3 separate regions of the Hordeum vulgare genome follow, and all the other regions are linked to region 2. A link is a contact called in public Hi-C data. All regions are on one chromosome and are shown on one strand. Each heading gives the region's core, a stretch centred on a gene start, on an enhancer-like site or on the middle of the called end of the contact. The rest is flanking DNA. Distances are from core to core; before and after follow the strand shown. Region 1 holds the start of LOC123399829 (nuclear pore complex protein NUP93A-like). Region 2 holds the start of LOC123452630 (protein spotted leaf 11). Region 3 holds the start of LOC123395310 (heat shock cognate 70 kDa protein 2-like).

The links. Hi-C and Micro-C count contacts between places; a contact is called where the count stands out from the background.
Region 1: a Hi-C map of leaf shows a contact between it and region 2, with 8 times the contacts expected there. The contact joins the promoter of LOC123399829 here to the promoter of LOC123452630 in region 2. A contact is called at or near these places in 5 of 6 Hi-C or Micro-C datasets (leaf and seedling) and 1 of 1 datasets of contacts at active chromatin or transcription factors (embryo).
Region 3: a Hi-C map of seedling shows a contact between it and region 2, with 5 times the contacts expected there. The contact joins the promoter of LOC123395310 here to the promoter of LOC123452630 in region 2. A contact is called at or near these places in 3 of 6 Hi-C or Micro-C datasets (leaf and seedling) and 1 of 1 datasets of contacts at active chromatin or transcription factors (embryo).

The regions. Positions count from the first base shown.
Region 1 is chr5H:91,135,766-91,138,830 of MorexV3_pseudomolecules_assembly, forward strand. LOC123399829 (nuclear pore complex protein NUP93A-like) reads right to left here and starts at 1,261. Exons shown (of 15, transcript XM_045094208.1): 1 at 1,048-1,261; 2 at 845-936; 3 at 644-710. The coding sequence starts at 1,170.
Region 2 is chr5H:91,493,466-91,496,608 of MorexV3_pseudomolecules_assembly, forward strand. LOC123452630 (protein spotted leaf 11) reads left to right here and starts at 1,603. Exons shown (of 5, transcript XR_006632625.1): 1 at 1,603-2,023.
Region 3 is chr5H:91,780,208-91,783,278 of MorexV3_pseudomolecules_assembly, forward strand. LOC123395310 (heat shock cognate 70 kDa protein 2-like) reads right to left here and starts at 1,600. Exons shown (of 2, transcript XM_045090294.1): 1 at 1,268-1,600. The coding sequence starts at 1,481. LOC123400511 (a small nucleolar RNA gene) reads right to left here and starts at 110; the gene lies at 27-110. LOC123400508 (a small nucleolar RNA gene) reads right to left here and starts at 285; the gene lies at 199-285.

The DNA of each region.
Region 1 (3,065 bases), core at 11-2,510, 360 kb before region 2:
GAGTGATATTCAAGAGCTGTAGATGTACAGTAACAAGCAAGCGGATATATACATTGACCAACAGGGTAGAAAACAATATTGAGGTAATACGTGCTGGCCTAATTGGTGGCGAAAGATTGTTACACTATGATAAGTAGTAAAATCTGACTTGACCACTCACAACAATATTTTCTGACTTTGAGTAGGAAACTTTACATGAAAACACTACATTGCCTCAACTGAGACTAGAAAACATTGTTTCAGATAAGCGAGTGATTTGCAGCCTCCAGACATAGGGAGTGTGTATTAATAAAGTGGATTACAAGCTCAAAAAAAGACTAGGGAATGTGTGTCTAAAAGTTAAACTAGGATCTTATGTAAGAAGCTAAGAAGGTGACGTTATTCATGTTATTCTTTTCTTTCAGGCAACCAGCACGAGTTCTGCCTCTTCGTGAAGTAAGGAAGTTATTAATACTGCTAATCGAAAAAAACAAGTGAAGAGCCCCGATAGTCGGCTATGGATGAAAGAAAAAAGAGTGCAGCACAAAATGTCAAGACTACGAAAATCAACTGCCTCGTCTAAACGACCGACACATAAGATTATCTATATAGCATTCTCTGAAATGAACCCTGCATGCATTTTCCAGGTTTACAAGCTAATCACCTTGAGTTCGAATGACTTGAGGTCTCTGGTGAGCTGCTCAGCATTGATCCCCTCGCGCGCCAGCAACCTGCAGATGCACAGCCGAAACCCTAAGTCCAATCCAAAACACCAGAAGCGGCAATCCTGATTCGAACGAAACACGACGGGGAGATGGGCAGAGAGGCTCTCTCAGAGTTAACTAAAGGGGTCCAGGAGAGCAACCTGGTGGCGGAGAGCGACTGTGACGGCGCCTCGGCGCGGATCGTCTTGGCCTTGAGCTTGGTGGAGAGCACCTCGAGCTGGTCCAGGTTCCTCTGCGCGGGCCAACAACAACGAACCCATCAGGCGGAAAAAAGCAAGGGAGGCTCGGGCGCGGCAAGAGATAGATGCGGGCGAGGAGGGCAAGGAAGAGCGCGATGCATCACCTGGAGGGCAGGGAAGTGAGGGGTGAGGGCGGCCTGCTCGAGGAGCTTGGTGGAGGTGTTGAGAAGCTCTGACCAGCCGCCCATCTCCGTATCTCCTCCGCCATCGGCTCCGACGCCGGCCATCGCCGCCGTAGATGGAGGTGTTCACGGGGAGCTATCTGTGCTCCGGCGCCGCGCTCGAACTGGGGGTTTTGGACTGGCGAACCCTATTGGACGCTCGTTAGCGTCAGAATGTTGAGCCTTCGCTGAGGCGACCGTCCGGTTGGGCCGGCCCACGTACGGCATTGTGTTTTGCTCGTCCGCCGTTTCCTGTGTGTTTTTTTCTGTGGTTTTTTCTTTCGATTTTCTCAATGTTTTGTCTGGTTTTTCAATTGTTTTGTTGTGTTTTCTTCAGTTGCCTTTTTTGTTTTGTTTTACTCTCTGGTTATTTCATGTTCTTTTTTTCTGGTTTTATCTTTTTCTTTCTTTTCTTTATTTTCTTTCTCTTTTCTTTTTTTCATTTTTCGTCCATTAATACTTTATAAGGAAATGTTTTGTCGTTTATTTTTGCATTATGAGGAAATGTTTTGATGAATAATTTGTGTTTCTTGTATTTATTTTGTACTTTTTCTTTTTATTTTTGTGTATTATATAAGAGTTCATCGTGGATTACAAAAATGTTCATTGTATATTTAACAAAAGATTCACTGTACATTAGCAAAATGTTTATTGTGCATTTAAAATATGTTTAATGTATATTACTAAATGTTTAATCTGTATTTCCAAATTATTTAATGTAAATGACAAATGTTCAATGTCTATTTTCAAATTGTTCAGCATATATCGCAAAATGGTTCCATGTGTTTTTTCAAATTGTTCAACGTATGTCAAAAAAAGGTTCAATGTGTATTTAAGAAATGTTCATTGTATATTACGAAAATGTTCAATGTGTATTTTCAAATTATTTATTGTATTGACAAATGTTTAATATGTATTTCCAAATTGTACGACGTATATCACAAAATGGTTCCATTTGTTTTCTCAAATTGTTCAGCGTATATCACAAAAGATTCAATGTCTATTTAAGAAATGTTCATTGTATATTACGAAAATGTTCAATGTATACTATAAATGTTCAGTGCTTGGATTTCTTTATCTTTTTATCTATTACTATATTTAGTTCAGAAATAATTTGCTATCCATGATGGTAGCTACGCATGACCCTAATTTTTTATCTTTAATTATTATTATAAATTACTTTGAACTATAAAAAATAACTCTATAATAAAACTATCGTGACTTTGGACCACCAAGCAAGCAAACACATAGTTATGCCAAAAATGCAAACAAAAAGACTGACAAAAATGAGAAAACACCCTTTCTACACATAAAAAATAAACTCGTGTTAAAAAGTAATAAAAGTACAAATAAAAGTGAGAAAAGGTTATTCCTATACAAGAAAAATACACATGTGCTAATGCTACTGGAACTCAATGCCTCATTTATAAAAAAGGGACACTTGTTTGCATTTTTGGCATAACTGTGTGTTTGCTTGGTTGGTGGTCCAAAGTCGCGATATTTTTATTATAGAGTTATTTTTCATAGTCCAAAATAATTTATAATAAAAAATAAAAATAAAAAATTGGGGTCATGTGTAGCTACCATCATGGGTAGCAAATTATTTGTGGATTTGAGAGCTGATTTCCTTGCACAATTGTTTGGATTTTTTTTATTGATTCATGTTATTATATTATCATTTTAGGATACTTTTTTATATTTAATTTCTATTTTATATTATTTTTGAGCACTAACCTATTAACCCGGTGTCAAGTACCAGTTGATGTTTTCTATATGTTTTCGCTTTTCAGGAATATTGTACCAATCAAAGTCGAAATACCCAGAAACTTTTTGATGATTTTTTGGACAAAATAAGACTTGGAAGCTTCACAAAAAGACCAGAAGGCACACGTGGTGCCCCCAAGCTAACAAGACACGCCCAGGGGGTGTTCGCGCCCTGATGGCTTGGGGCCACCTCCCAG
Region 2 (3,143 bases), core at 353-2,852:
CCTAAATACTTGTAGTTGGGAAGAACTAGACTCCTAAATACTTGTAGTTGGAGAGAACTAGTCTAGTTCTCCCCAACTACAAGTATTTAGGTACGGAGGAAATAGATAACATGATTCAGACCTCATCACAAAAGCTTCAACTGTAACATCATGTGCAACGTACGGGTAATAGACACATCTTGCAACAATAAAGTTTTCTTTGATATCTCTCAAAACTACGCGTCAGTACCCCGCCCCTTCCCCGGCGTGGAATGATGCGTCTACATTCAATCTAACAAAATGAAGTTTCGATTTAATCCATCTCCTCTCATTTTCAGGTAACACATGAATCTTCTTTACCAAGTTAGCAGCGATTGCAATAATCAGTGACGCACAAATCTGACTAGAGAAGTGCGCCTAATCCATCAAATATAACATGTCACCACGATGACTTGTTTGATTCCCACATTAGGGTGTGTTTGGTTTGAGGACCAAAAGTCATGGAATGTTATTGTTCCATTCCAAAATCATGGATTGGTTCCATCCTTGTGTTCAGTTGATGATAAAAAATGTCATGGGTTGGTTCCGTCCCGGTGTTTAGTTGGAGAGATGAAATGAGAAGAATCTGTAAATGGTGAGATTACATCTCTGAACAAATATAGTTCTTTGCATTTGATAAGCCTATAATTTAAATTTTCAGCAACATTTTCATTCTATTTTCAACACATGCAAATAAAAATATATGATCATGAGTACATACCAAATATTTACGAAAAATAATCACGAAAATGAAAAAATAACCACGAAAAAAATAATCACGAAAATGAAAAAAATAACCACAAAAAAAATAACAACGAAAACTTTTGTTCGGATGCGGGGGTGAGCGCGGTGAGAATTGCTTGGTTATTTCTTTTTTCCTTGCTTTCATGTACGAATAACGAGTTGGTTCATCCAAATCGGCGGAATCACTTGATGAAGCATGTGAAGGGAATATTTCCTGCATGCGGATGACCCAATTCCGATTCCTAACCCAACTAAACACCAGAATGGCTGCTAGGGATGGAACCAACCCGTCCGATTCCACCTCATCCTGATACCAAACACATCCTAGAAGCATATAAGGAGTGGCGAAGCTTCAACATGATACAAGAGGGGGCCATTATCCAAAAAAAACCAAATTAGTAGAGAAGGGGGACTAATATATAGTTTAAACACTAATTAGGTCTAAAATATAGCATGTTCTTATATGGATGTAAAAAATTAAGGGGGGGGGGATGATCCTTGTTGGTCTATACTAAGCTCTGTCACTGCATATAAAGCAACGACTCCGCGTTATAACATGACGTTGGGCTATAATATCACACTCGTGAGAATTTCTTCAATCAAAATAAGTCCACGTAACCAATCGCCACACCGATACGCAACAACACAGCATATACAATTTCCGTAAAGTTTGTTTTTTCCACGGAAAAAATAGTCCATAACAGTCGCCGGTCCGCTTGGTTAGTATTGGCAGCCAGTGCACCTGCACCAAGTATACCCGAAATGACGTTTGGAAAAATCTGCCGTGTAGAAAGGGTGGACGAAGACGACCCGGCCAGCCCAACGCGCTGACCGCCCCGACGACCCATAAGATGAAGATGAAGCAGCCAGCGCCACCAAGCGACCGCTCTGCCCCGTAATTTACCGCCGGGTGCCACTAGCGCCAGCCTATCCCCACGCGGCCGGCTGCTGCTGCTTCTCCCGCGTCATGGCCGGCGACCAAGAGGAGGCGGAGCGGGAGTCCCCGGCGCCGGCTGCGGAGCGGGTCGCCGCCGCGGTGGAGGCCGTGGCGGCGCCCGGGGAGTTCCGGAACGCGTACCGGCGGCAGCTGCTGGCGCTGTCCCGCCGGATTCGCCTCCTCGGTCCCTTCGCCGAGGAGCTCCGCGAGCGCCGGCGCCCCGCGGGGGAGGAGGAGGAGCGGGCGCTGGCGACGCTCGCCGACGCGCTGGAGAAGGCGCTCGAGCTGCTAAAGCTCGGCCGCGAGGGCAGCAGGATCTCTTTGGTACGTCCCTTTTACTACCTACCCACGCGGGAGCGGTTCCTGATTTCGTCAGATTCCTGGTCCTCGGATGCCCCCGTGGGCGAATTAGATTCATGATTCGCTAGTATTCTTGATATTTTACATGGAAAAGCGCGGCTTTAACCTTGGCTATGTCATCTAAAATAACCAGTTAGCTTTAGTATTATTCTATGATAAAAGGAAACATGGGGCTTCTGATCCTTGGATCGAAATTGTTATTCTGATCTGCATATTGTTTGTGGCCTTGATTGGCTAACGAGTAGCATCTAATTCCATTGTGTGAACCTCTGCTGTTCCACTTCCTGAGCTCATTGTATTCCTTTTTATCTGAAGTGCTGTCTTAGGATGATCATGGTATTTCATTTCAGTTGATTGTTCTTTTCTGTTCGCTAAAATCTGTCCTGATATAGTTTATACCAGAAATTTGTAGTTTGTCAAGATCGATACATTTTGGTGTGAAATCTCTCGCTAGGATAGCAGTTGTCCATTACAGCGAGGTATGAGCTGGATTTTCCATGGATTACGGACCAAGTATATTAACTTTCTCAAAACTATGGCTTAAATGCTTGGACTGGTTCCTCCCTCGGTTGTGGTCATTTGGCTGTTCCTTTGCTTTTTGAAAGGTCAACCATTCATGCCTTAAGTCCTTGATTGGGTTTATGTAATTAATGGCTTAAGTGCCCTTAAGTGCAAAGATGGATTTGATAAATATGCCCCATCGTATTTTGACTATCCGTTTTTGTTTGTTCTCCTTCTCGCCGGACATGTTCCTATCTCGAATCCTTAATCTAGAGCTATCCAAGAAACTAGTGTTTCATAAAGAAAAATAGGATAAAACGTACCAAAGCACAAGTAGGGAAGGCATATTATCAAATGCACACGATTGTGCATCCATGATCCAGTACCCTGAATTGATATTTTGCTGTCCATTTCCTACATGTTTTCTTGTGCTCATGTTTTTTACATGTGGTTTTCCTCTTTCGGTTTAATTTTTGTGGTCCTGAAATGTTTCCATTCAGGTTGGATATGAAGTTTATTGAGTGTCTTATTATGTGCCACATGTTTCCTTTCGAATTGTGATTCTAAGGATATCAGACACACA
Region 3 (3,071 bases), core at 350-2,849, 290 kb after region 2:
TCAAACAAATTAACATGAACTTGCCATGCAATCTCAGCCAAAAGATGGTGATCTTGTTGATAATAATCACAGTGATTCAGCAAATGGGATTGTTTGCATCACAGATTGCACAGCAATAAAACAGGTTTATCATTGAATTTGGCTTCAGAATTAAAAAGTTTAATCATATGAAAATATCTCAACAGTAAAAATAGCAATGGGAGATCAGATGGTAGTGCATGATGTAAATTGATCATCACAGTGAATGCAGAAATGTGGTATGGTTATGATATCATCACTTCTCCCATCAAGAATAAACCAGACAAAATGAACTCCACATCAAAATCCCATAAGTAGCAAAAAAAAAAGGAATGAGTGATTGAGCCACAGATTGTTCAGATTGAAAACCATGAAAACCATGGGCACATTCAGCTTGCTGCCCTATTTTGACACATCTAAAATTAGACGGGCAAAAAAGGAGGGATTCACCCCAATTCCGCTTCACAAAATGAGGTAGCAAACTTAATAGCCCAGAGCCATCCATCATAAATTCAGCAGAAGAGCGCTTGGATTTTATTTCATCATCAATCTGCTAGCTCCAGAAATAAAACAGAAACACCAATAATAACTAATTGATAAGATAAAACAACAAAGATTGGCACAGAATCCTAGCATGCAGTTTAAGAATGAGAATCAATGAAGTGCACAGTGAACAACAAGTATATCATACAACCAAGTGGGATTTGTTAAAGAATCAGAACATCGATACTCTGGTATTAGTATTCTAACAACCAGGCATAAATCAACCAAGACAATGTAGATTTAAAACATGTCAAACCAAAAGCACTTGGCAAGACAAAGAAATCAAACTCTATAATGACATTAATAATACATGTCTAATATGTATCATTCCTCTAAACTGTGTCGATGGAAGTGTAAAATAACAGACTGTACAGATCTGCTTTAAACAAATAGATCTAAGTGACACCAAATGACTAACAAGATCAACCGAGAAAGCAATGTATACTAACTATAACAGATCTGAAACATTCACACCAACCACTAACAGCTACCTCTACTAACTAACCGTTGCCAGCACAGAAACCTCTACAGCTACCACGGATCTAAGCGATCAAGATACAGGACCAATAACATATCAAGCTAGAACCCATGCGAATGATAATAAAACAGACTAAACGGAGCAGATCGAGGTAGACTACTAATCATTTTATGAAGATAGTAGACAGATCTGAGCGTGCAACGGATGCAAAAGCAAATAGGCGCTCACCGAAGACGGTGTTGATGGGGTTCATCGCCACCTGGTTCTTGGCGGCGTCACCGATGAGGCGCTCGGAGTCGGTGAAGGCCACGTACGACGGCGTGGTGCGGTTGCCCTGGTCATTGGCGATGATTTCGACTCTGTCGTGCTGCCACACGCCGACGCACGAGTACGTCGTGCCGAGGTCGATGCCGATAGCCGGCCCATCGCCCTTCGCCGCCATCTCTCGCGCTCCGGGGAGCTTGAAAGCTCTCTAGGGTTTTTCTTCCGGAGGAGGGGGAGCGGCGGCGTGTTGAGGAGGGAGGGAGGACTAGGGTTTGAAGAGGAAGAGTAGAGGGGGCGGAACCGGGGATTTTGTAGGACGGGAGAGGGGCTCTAGAAGGTTCCTGGGCTGCGGGTCGGGATATTAGAGCCGTTCAGATCTGATCCTGCCGCTGATGGCGCACAGGGTGTCGTTTCCGCGGACGCCTTCCTGTTTGGGATGCTTATATTTTTTTATTTTTGCGAAGAATCTCGATTTGGGATGTTCAAACGGCTAGTTTTGACACTTTCGGCAAAAGAGTTGCTTGCATATGGGTAGAAGGAATCTGATCAATCTTGGCAAAAGACTGCCCTGTTTGTTAACAGTTTTAAAATAATGTAGTGAGCGCACGTACTCAGTCGTTGGACCGCGTGGCTCATTTTTTCGCTGATCGTTTCTGATACAAATCTGTTACTTTTGGTTGTTGCAACCCAATACGCGTAAACTATGTCACCCACTTCCTATCATGTCCATTGTTCTTTATTAGTGACTTCGTGGGTGATCTAGACGGAGGCAAACATCAAAGTCTAATGTTTATACATATGTTCATAATTCGTTACATGTCCATTCTTAAAAATGCAATACCAAAGTCTAAGGCTAGACCGCGGGTGCACGCACCTGATGTAACCCGGACTTGGATTTCACTATCACCAATTGTCATAAAATGAATGTTGATGATGCGATTGACAAGAACATGTAGAGGAGCTTTATATCGGTTGTATAATGATGGCTCATATGTAGTTTTGTCGGCTCTTGTTTATCAGGGTTTGCCATATCTTACAATCCTCAAGGCTCTTTCATGTTGAGAAGCCCTCGCTCTCGCGAAGGATCTTGTGTTGCAACATGTCACAGTTGCACCGGTCTACAAAATAATGGTCATGAATATCAACAGCACACCTTGGGCCTCATAGCACCGATTGTGAAGCACATAGAAAAAACTACTAGGGACTTTTCTTTTTTCCAATTTGTTATTAGTCGTGGATGGTTGCTAATAGTTTCAATCATAAGTACATAAAATTCTAAGTAAAGAAGAGCATGTTAGGAGAGCCCTCTCATGCATATAACTGACGATAATTGAATTAGTAGCTTAGTTGATTGCCTACGGACAATTCTTCACACCATACCCTCACTATTCCACACTCGCTATTTGTATTATAGTGTACTAGGGAACATGTGTGTGTCGTTGCATCGGAGAAAACAAAAATAGCTAGTCCCATATACACAATGTGTACATGAGATTATGCGTGTGGCAGCTCGTGTCACCTCGACTTGTGGTATACCTACCCACCGATGTTAGTGCGCTTGACTGTCATATCTTTAGTGGGCGTGATTTTGTACGACAGACAAACATCGAACATCTCAAGATAATCCAAGTTTCTCTTTATTCCCTCTATGGAAAAATGTTATCCTCTATTTTGTTGCTCTCAAGCATCATATTTTCGTTAGTGACGGGTTTTCCCCTCATAGTTTTGGGATGTTTTTTATAAGCCAATGAGAAGCATATCTTTTGGT